Linked DNA regions of Mus musculus: region 2 is linked to region 1. The links are chromatin contacts, called in public HiChIP or PLAC-seq maps. All regions are on one chromosome and are shown on one strand. Each heading gives the region's core, a stretch centred on a gene start, on an enhancer-like site or on the middle of the called end of the contact. The rest is flanking DNA. Distances are from core to core; before and after follow the strand shown.

Region 1 (4,447 bases), core at 208-2,707:
TTGCTCATTTGTGAATTTGGTTGGGATGTTTGTACTCCCTGGCATATCAGATCTAATAACAAAGATGAACCCCATGTTTGCGGTGTCAGAGCTCTGAAGGTAAGGCCCCACCTGAGACAGTAGAGAGAGAAGGATTTCTTCTTCTGGAAGATTTCTCCAGAAGAAACATTTTCTTCCTCCTGTTAATTTTTTCATGACAGCAAGAGTTTGTCTTATATTGGGAAGAAATGACACTTTCTGGGCGTGTGGGGAATTTTTGTAACAGTGCCTATATATTTTTATTTGGAGGCACTAAACTGGCTGCTACCATGGGAAGGCAGCTAGATGACTGGGGGAGTCTCATATTGGGAAAGGAAGAGTGCTCTAAATCTCATTCAAAGTCTACTCCAACCACAGAAACCCAACAGTGTCTGCTGTCTTCTCAGAACAGTTGAAGGGAGCTGAGTAAGGGCGGGGACTTCTTATATAACAATTCCCAGTTACAAATGGTGCTGGGTTTCAAAGCAGGCGTGGCTTTCTCTCCTTGGTCATTCAGCAGTGCTTTGTGTAGATCCCAGAGGCCAAGGCATCCATTGTAATGAAAGCAGAAGGACATGCAGCCTGGAGAGGTGTCTCCTGATTCCCTCTAAGCATAGATCTAAGCACAGAAGAGCACACTGAGCATCTCGGGGATCCACTGAGAGCCACGGAATTCCCACTAATTACTTAGGAAAGTGATGGGTGCTGTGCTTTCTACAAAGGGGCTGCAGGGTTTTGTACAACTGGCTATTAATGGATCGGTGTCTGTTTCTGTTAACTCCCAGTCTAGGAAGGGTCCATGCACTTTGGGTCAGTGTTATGAAAGAGCTCCTGAAAAGAAGAGAGCTGAACCTTGACTGCCCTCTTGAAATGACATTTGCAAACCAGCAGCCACTGGTTTAGCTTCACCGTCTTGAGCATTCTCTGTCATCTCCAAAATTGCATGCTCAGCAGCTGAGCATTAGGCATCCAGACAGCTGGAAAAGGGTAACAAATCCGGAACTAGTAAATTCTACATTTGTGTCCACCCACCCATCCAACAAGTATTTGCTGATAAATATTGCACTGCCCCCTGGAATTTAACTACGTCACCCCCAAGGGCTTACATCTGCATGGGTGGAGACAAGCATGGCAGCTAAGATACAGATTGTTCTTGGTCACTCCCATGATTAGATGAGCCCTCTCCCTGTCTGTTTCTCAGTGGGGAAGGTCACCTACAGGGCTGGATCTGTTTGCCAGTGAACTGCATTTTATCTCTATGATCCCAGATATGAGAAAGGCATTGCAAGAAGCCTGACCACGTTGTCGGGTGCTCTGAGGGTGGGTCCTGTTTTTGCCTTCCAACAAGAGACTTGTATCCCGAAAAGATAAGGCAAGGTAGGGATAAAAAACCGAAATGGAGCATCTGGCATTTTGGCTGATCCAGCATTGCCCCCTAGTGTTCAAAAGCAGAGCTACAGGGAATGACAAATTGCAGGAATGAGTCGGTGGATGTGTGCAGATTACTGAAGGGACTCAGGAGCAGCTGCCTCAGCTGCAGGTTGGGAAGATGGATTGGAAGCCGCCTGTAAGAGATGAAATTGAAGATTACTGTTCATTTATGGCCGGGTTCTTTAGGATCTATGCTTAAGAAGAATCAGAAACAAAGCCAATTTATTTTCCTAATCTAGATTTTGCCAGAAGAAATAATAACTGGTTGGCAAAATGGCCAGGCTGCCTCAGGATTCAATGTTGTGCTGATGGGGCAGGGGCTGGGGTGTGTGTCTACTTAGAGGTGATCATCTGGTCTCCCAGTCTCTCAGGATCCTAGGGAGATTTTGACTGACAATTGTTACTCTGACACTCTCTGGCTGCGGCCAGCACAGATCTGCTAAAAATAAAGTAGGATGCAGACTCTTGTAGATAAGGGATATTGTTAGGTTTGCAAAGGAGTCTAGTCCATCACAAAGTAAGCTTGGGTTCCCTCAGGGTTTAAGAGTCATTAACCCGACTTCGAAGGGAAGATTCTGTTAACAGGAAGAAGCCATCCTTCCCCTTGGAGGCTTGGAGGAAGAGGCTACAATTGGGTCAATGTCACCAGGGGATGCTCACCGTGTAAGCTATTCTTCCTCTGAGATCTTGGATGTATGCGTCAAGGCTGAAGTTGTCTCGGCAGCTGCTCTGCTCCTGGCAAGATCTGCAACCAGTGCAATGCTTGCTTCTTGACTTCTGCTTCACCTGAACACACACAGTATCTGCTAGATACATCCTCGCTGGTCTTCTGAGGTCATGAAAGCAGTGCAGTTACACTCATACTACCATATTTCCTGCTGCCTTGTTTCTTCAGTTGACTTATTATTTGGTTCTCTGGACCTCCAAGTTTGAAATCTTCTCGGTCTCTACCCCTTCAGCTCTCTTTTGCACTGTACCCCTGAAAAGACAGAGGAACAGGCAAGAGGAACCTGCTAAATTTAAAAATGAAACAGAAGAGTGGCTGGTTCAGTAGCCGGGTAACTATGACACAGTGCATTCATTAAAGTCATGTGGCCGCTATCAAGTTCAAGTCCTGGAGGTTCCTTTGTAGAAGACCTTGGCAAAGGAGCAACAGAGAGAGTGAATTCAGAGCAGGACAGTTGAGATAGAAGAACACTGGGGATGGATAAAGCAAGGGCATTGTGCTTGTCTTGGGAGAAGACGCCGTGAGTTATACCAAGTCTACAAGACTCCAAGCACAGTCACAATGGTATACATAGAGAGCTGTCTGTGTTCTAGCGTGTAGTTAAGGAGCTTTGTGAAATCTTTTCTGCTAAGCCTTATTAAAACTCCAGTGCCTCACATTTAATAAGCCCTTGATAATGAGAATATAGCTCATGGCACAGTGGTTAGAGCTAACGCTGTGCAATCTAACAATCTGGAATCCAAGTTCTTCTTTGAGACTTTAGCTGTTGACTCTCAGGAGAGTTTTAGCCTTTCTGAGGCTTTGGTTTGCTATCTGCCTCGTGGAGACACAGTACCTCCTCCAGCTCCCACACACTGACCCAGGGAGCAAGAACGTTAGGGAGGAAGATGTCTGGGAGGCTCTAAGCATTGTGCCTGACACATGGCTAGTACTCCCTGAAAACGAGCTGCTGGCTTTGTTTCCATGCCTAGGGCACAGAGATCTCTGCGGATTCCCGAGAAATTTTCACTCAAAGCCCCACTTAGCTGCAATGTAAACATCATTTCAGAAAAGGAAAATAAGCAAGCACAGGATTAAATCAATTACCTCCCTAAATGCCCCTTGACAATTGCTTTTTTTTTTAATGCATTTTACCTGATATTCATAATGCACATAATGTGTTAGATCAAATTTACATATCAGCTATTCTTCAGTTCCTCTGACATCTCTCTCTGCCACGTTTCCTTCAAATTTCATTCTCTTTTTCTCTCTCTCCCTCCCTCTCTTTCCCTCCCTCTCTTTGTCCCTCTCAAAATTACCCACTGAATCTACTTAGTGCTGCCAACATTGCATGGGTGGGACCATCTACTAGAACACAGTAGTATTATTTGCTTCTAAAAGTATAAAGACTGCCAAAGTTTCCAGAGACTTAGAGAATATGCTATTGAACCTGGCCTAAGATGGGAGAAACCCTTGCATGCATTCATTCTCCCCAGAAACAGACATGAAGTGGTAGTGGCTCACCCACCCATTTGCTACAAGCCGGGATGCTGTGGCCACAGCTCTGTCTTCTATTATATCTAAGTGTGATTGACCCAGTCTCATGAGCTGCCAATGGGGGAAAAGACTTGGAGTCACTGTAGTCAATCACCATTGAGAACCTATTAGAAGAACAAGGTACCATGCAGCCTCTTGAAAGGCTAAGAGTGTAGAAATGGCCATTACAGAGGAAACTCCTTCCGCTTGGCTGACTGGGGCAGGGTCTATGGCTTTACAGCAATTGGTACAGATGCTGGGTGAGGAGGCACATTCATTTTGTGTTCAGTAAAACAACTTTTATTCATGGATGTGAATTGTTATCCCCTTGGGAAAGGTGAAGGTATAGAAACAGGTTGCAGTTTCTAGGGGAATCTAATTCTCTCTCTGTCTCTGTCTCTGTCTCTGTCTCTGTCTCTCTGTGCATGTGTGTGTGTGTGAGAGAGACAGAGACAGAGAGACAAAGAGACAGACAGAGACAGAGAGAGCATAATGATGAATCAGAGCTGTGGTATCCTAGGAAGTCCTAGGTAATTACCCAGCCTGAATTTCTCCTGGAGCTTCTGGATAGTGCCAGATGTGCTCAGGCCTCTGTGCACCACCCCACAGAGCAGGCATCCAGAGCCAACCTCCTCTTCCAGGCTGTTCCTCACGTCTGGGAACACATCAAAGGAGGCTTGATATTCATAACCGCTGTGAGTCATTTTCACATAGAGCTGCAGGGAGCTGCCTGCACTGCTGCTTGCTGTATTCAAC
Region 2 (4,526 bases), core at 634-3,133, 320 kb before region 1:
TCAGGGAGGCTGGTTCCTGTGCTTAAAAGGAGGTCTTCCTGCCGGGCAGTGGTGGCGCAAGCCTTTAATCCCAGCACTCGGGAGGCAGAGGCAGGCAGATTTCTGAGTTCAGCCTGGTCTACAAAGTGAGTTTCAGGACAGCCAGGGCTACACAGAGAAACCCTGTCTCAGAGAAAAGAAAAGAAAAGAAAAGAAAAGAAAAGAAAGGAAAGGAAAGGAAAGGAAAGGAAAGGAAAGGAAAGGAAAGGAAAGGAAAGGAGAAGGGAAGGGAAGGGAAGGGAAGGGAAGGGAAGGGAAGGGAAAAGGGAAAATAAGGGAAAAAGGGAAAAAGGGAAAAAGGAAAAAGGAAAAAGGAAAAGAGAAAAGAAAGGTCTTCCTTTGTTACTTACAAAATGTGGCCCATATCTTAGAAGGGACACAAAGATGCCAGCCTCTTCATTGTATCCTTACCTTAGGGAGAAGGGTTACTTTCATTGTTGGACTTTTCCCCCCCTCTCTGTCCTGGACCTGGCTCTGTAGACCAGGATGGCCTTGAATTTAGAGATCTATCTCTGCCTCCTGAGTACTAGGATTAAAGATGAGTACCATCACTGCCCTACCAGACTGACTCTGACTCTGACTCTGACTCTGACTCTGACTCTGACTCTGACTCTCTCTCTCTCTCTCTCTCTCTCTCTCTCTCTCTCTCTCTCTCTCTCTCTCTCTCTCTCTGTCTTTGAGACAGGGTATTACTATGTCCCTTGGCCTGCCTGGAACTCAAAACCAGAGGTTCACCATTCTCTGCCTCCCCAGTGTTGGCATTAAAGGCCAACCCACACCACCACACACAGGGTCTGCTATTGCGATGTAAGCCATCTTCCATCAGTGCAGGAAAACCAGGGCTGGAGAGATGGCTCCGCAGTCACAGCCCTCGTACAGGATCTGGGTTAGATTCCCAGCACCCACAGGGAGTGGCTCACACAGGTCGCCTGTAGCTCAGGCCTCTGGCTTTCTCAGGCACCCGCACTCATGTGGTGCACATGCAGACAGGAAGGCTAGAACAGGTGCAGGACCAGATAGACGGTCTGGACTTGTGGCGTGTGGCACACATTGTCAGATTAGAAAAAGGCAGTTTGCTTTCCCAATAAAGATTACAAAACATGTAAGAAGCGGGAAAGGAGACAGGGCTTCCCTGACATCCTTTGATGGTATTAATTTCATTCTGTTATATTTTGAACTCTATGAATTAAGAAGAGCATATTGTGGAAAAATGCAAGCACATATTAATGCAAAAGTAGAGTGAACAATGAGACCAACGTTTGTTACTCCAGCACAGTGTACGTTGTCGCTGCTGTGGTCCCATCCCGTGAGAGTACTGAAGCTTATCTAAGCATCATTAACATTTAACTTGTAAGCTTCAGGATTAATCTCTACGGGATAAGGACTCACAGTTTGTTGGTGAGACTTTAGACTATTTGAAGTTAAACCTGGGCATTGATCAGAGCAGGCTAAAGGTATTGCTACTTTTGGATTAAAAATTATCTTATGTGTATGTGCCTGGATGCATGTGTGTGTCGTGTGCATGGAGGATCCTGCAGAGATCAGAAAATTGTGTATGGTCCCCTAGAACCGGAGTTATGGGTAGTTAGTTGTGTGGGTGTTGGGGACTAGACATGGGTTCTCTGCAAGAGCAGCAAGTACTCTTAACTGATCGGTCTCCCACCTTCCCTTTTCAGAACAACCTGGGCATTTCCATTTTGTTCTAGAGCGGATTCTGGGCCCTCATGACAGCATCCTCCCCAGAGACTTTGTGTCTGCTGGGGTTGACCTGTCCTGGAGTGCCTCTTCAGGTTGCAGGAGTGTCATCTTCCCAGCAGCTGCCTTGCAGGGATAGAGTAGCAGCTGGGTCAAGGTTAAAGGTCATTTTAGGCAATCCTCCCATGGACTTGGCTCAGTATTGGGTGGGGACTGAATTACCCGCCGGGGTAGAAGGGCAGGTGTCTTTGTCTGTAGGCTAACTTGCATCCATCCCTATTATTCTAACCCTGAGGTCTCCTTCCTCTGACTCCGCAGCAGGAGGTGGGGCTTTGCTTCAAGAGCCATACTTTTGGCTGAGCTTTGGGGACTCTGGTCAGCTGTATCTGTTAGGGGTGGGGACAAAGAGCCTAGTCAGCATTGAGGCTTGCCTTATTCATTTCCTGTTCCCAGGGCCAGGCTCTCTGGAGGAAGCTGGGAGCTGTGCAAGGTGTGAGCCAGCTCCCTTCAGCCGGTTCTCTCAGTGCTCCCGTCTCTGTGTGTAGGGTTTTGCATTCAAATTGAGCCTCCCCTCCTCAAGTTCAGTACAGAGAGCAGACCGGGACATGATGGGGGTCTGTGACTGGGGGTTGTTCCCCAGTAGTGGGGAACATGGCAGGTAACAGAAGGGATGAAGTGATCCTAGCCGTAGGGATCAAAATATCAACATTCTCAGCCTGGGAGTTGTGACCTCGATGAGTGTGCGTGGGGGTCCAATGACCCTTTCACAGGGGTCACATGTCAGATACCCTACATAACATATATTTACATTATGATTCATAACAGTAGTAGAATTAAAATGGTGAAGTAGCAACAAAATTTTTTGTTTGGGGAGGGTCACTGTGGCATGAGGAACTGCATTAAAGGGTCTCAGCATTAGGAAGGTTGAGAACCGCTGCTCCGCATTCTCCTGGCCGGGGTCGCTGTAAGAAAAGGCGTGAGTCAGCTGTCTTGTCTGTGCTCATGACCGTGAACAGAACCAAGACAAAGTGCCCTGTGACATGGAGCTGCAGACTCTGCGAAGCAGAAGTAGTCCTTTAAGTCTATTCCAGTCCCATGCTGTGACCTATGGTTACCCTGCTAGGCTGGCCCACCCTGGGGCATCGTTGGCCACTCAAAGAGACAAAGTAAGAGTAGATGCAGAGGGAGATGCACTCAGTATGGCAACACTGGGAAGGGAAACGAACAAGCAAAGAGGTTCAGTAGATTCTAATATGAGGCTTAGGTCTAAATAGAGGGTGAGAGACATGCACAGCTAAGCAGCCCTGGTAAAAGAATGGTCTCCACCACCCTGGTCCTCATCGCCTTAGTTCTAATGTCTCTAGCAAAGTGGCCTGAGAAGATGCCACGCTGTGTGAAATCACTTTGAGTCACTAGGTTTTCCTGCAGCCGGCACCAGGCTTCAGCCCTTTTCTTTTCTACGCACGGGATGCCTAAGGAAATTCCAACTTACTTGGGACCACGGCTTAATGATCTGCTAGCCAAAAGTGGGGAGAGATATAAGTTTCACTTTAGAATGTCTTCATTCCTGCCAGGGGGTTCCTGTTCTAGGGGCCCCCACTCTCCTGAGCATACATAGGCAAAGCACATCTGTGTTTGGCGTTTCTAATGAAAACTTGGCTTGCAGAGCCTAAAGGTGGAGAGTGGCCATTGCCAGATAGGGAGAGACAGGTTTCTCGTGGTGTTGAAATAGCTCAGGATGGAAGTCCAGTGGGTAGCGAGGGATGGACCACTGGCTGAGGAAGAGCAGTGTCTGACAGGCTTGTGGAGGGCAAGATAAAGACACGTTATTTTGTGGGATTACTGAGGAGACAGTACACTACCGTCTTTAATGATTAACTTAGCACCGGGGTGGCCTGGAGCGATGGGTACGTGTTTGCTCAGCCTTTCGATAAGGTTTGGTTGTTTACTGTTATGTCTATTAGGCACAAAGACATGTATTTGAGTAGAGCCAGAAATCTCCTCAGAAGAAAACAGAAAAAAACGTGGGTAATACGTAGAAAGGGAGCTGGGGAGGTGGCTCACTGGGCAGAGTGCCTGGTGCTCGAGAAAGGAGACCTGAGTTTAGACCCTCAGGGCCTGCTTAAAGAGTCAGCTTGCTGAGTACCTGGGGGAAATCGATGAGTTCCAGGTGCAGGGAGATTATCTCAAAAAAGAGTAGGGCGGACAAGCTGACAATGTGGCTTAGCCAGTAAAGGCTCCTGCCACCAGGCCTAAGTTTGACCCCTGAGCTCCACATGGCAGAAGGAGAGAATTGTCTCTTACAAGTTGTCCTCTGACCTCCACGTGTGTGCTGTGGCATGCACACTTACGTGGGAATAACTATAATAAAAGATAAGGTAGAGAGGTGATGGAGGAAGACACCCGATATTGGCTTCCACGTATGCATGTAGGGGTGAGTGCACACTCATGTGCCTGTAGGGGTGAGCACACACTCCTCATTTGTGTGCACTCGCATACACACAGACACAGTAAGGTTAGAAGAAAGACTGGAAGAGAAGATGGCTTATTCTCCCTGTTTCTTAGTGGAGGCCTCTGGACCAGAATCACAACAAGGCCAGGACCTAATAATTGTAGGAGGTCTGTGGAGCCTGGGGGCATTGTCAGGACTCCGAATTAGTAAGATTGCTTTCTTTCCTTCTGAGATGGGGTCTCTATAGTCCAGGCTAGTTTAGGAGTCACTATCTAATCCAAGGTGACCTCAGATTAAAATTTGTGGGTGTATAAAGTGATGACAGGAACTGCTCCATGGT

Evidence for each region. HiChIP or PLAC-seq counts read pairs in DNA pulled down with a chosen protein or histone mark.
Region 2: an H3K27ac HiChIP or PLAC-seq map of extraembryonic endoderm stem cells shows a contact between it and region 1. The contact joins two enhancer-like sites. A contact is called at or near these places in 1 of 15 datasets of contacts at CTCF or cohesin (large pre-B cells), 2 of 484 Hi-C or Micro-C datasets (the BV-2 cell line and the G1E-ER4 cell line), 4 of 115 datasets of contacts at active chromatin or transcription factors (embryonic stem cells, extraembryonic endoderm stem cells and trophoblast stem cells) and 1 of 9 other capture datasets (embryonic stem cells).

The regions. Positions count from the first base shown.
Region 1 is chr14:54,061,726-54,066,172 of GRCm38.p6, reverse strand. It overlaps Tcra and Tcrd. Among named protein-coding and RNA genes, the nearest start is that of Gm30275, 62 kb to the left of the region's middle. Within about 2 kb of position 1,457, at least 31 of the 459 cell types and tissues checked have an H3K27ac peak or open chromatin away from gene starts, as enhancers often do. A contact at or near this core is called in extraembryonic endoderm stem cells, where this site is marked.
Region 2 is chr14:54,381,093-54,385,618 of GRCm38.p6, reverse strand. The region is part of intron 2 of Slc7a7 (solute carrier family 7 (cationic amino acid transporter, y+ system), member 7); the gene reads left to right. Among named protein-coding and RNA genes, the nearest start is that of Oxa1l, 23 kb to the right of the region's middle. Within about 2 kb of position 1,883, at least 65 of the 459 cell types and tissues checked have an H3K27ac peak or open chromatin away from gene starts, as enhancers often do. A contact at or near this core is called in extraembryonic endoderm stem cells, where this site is marked.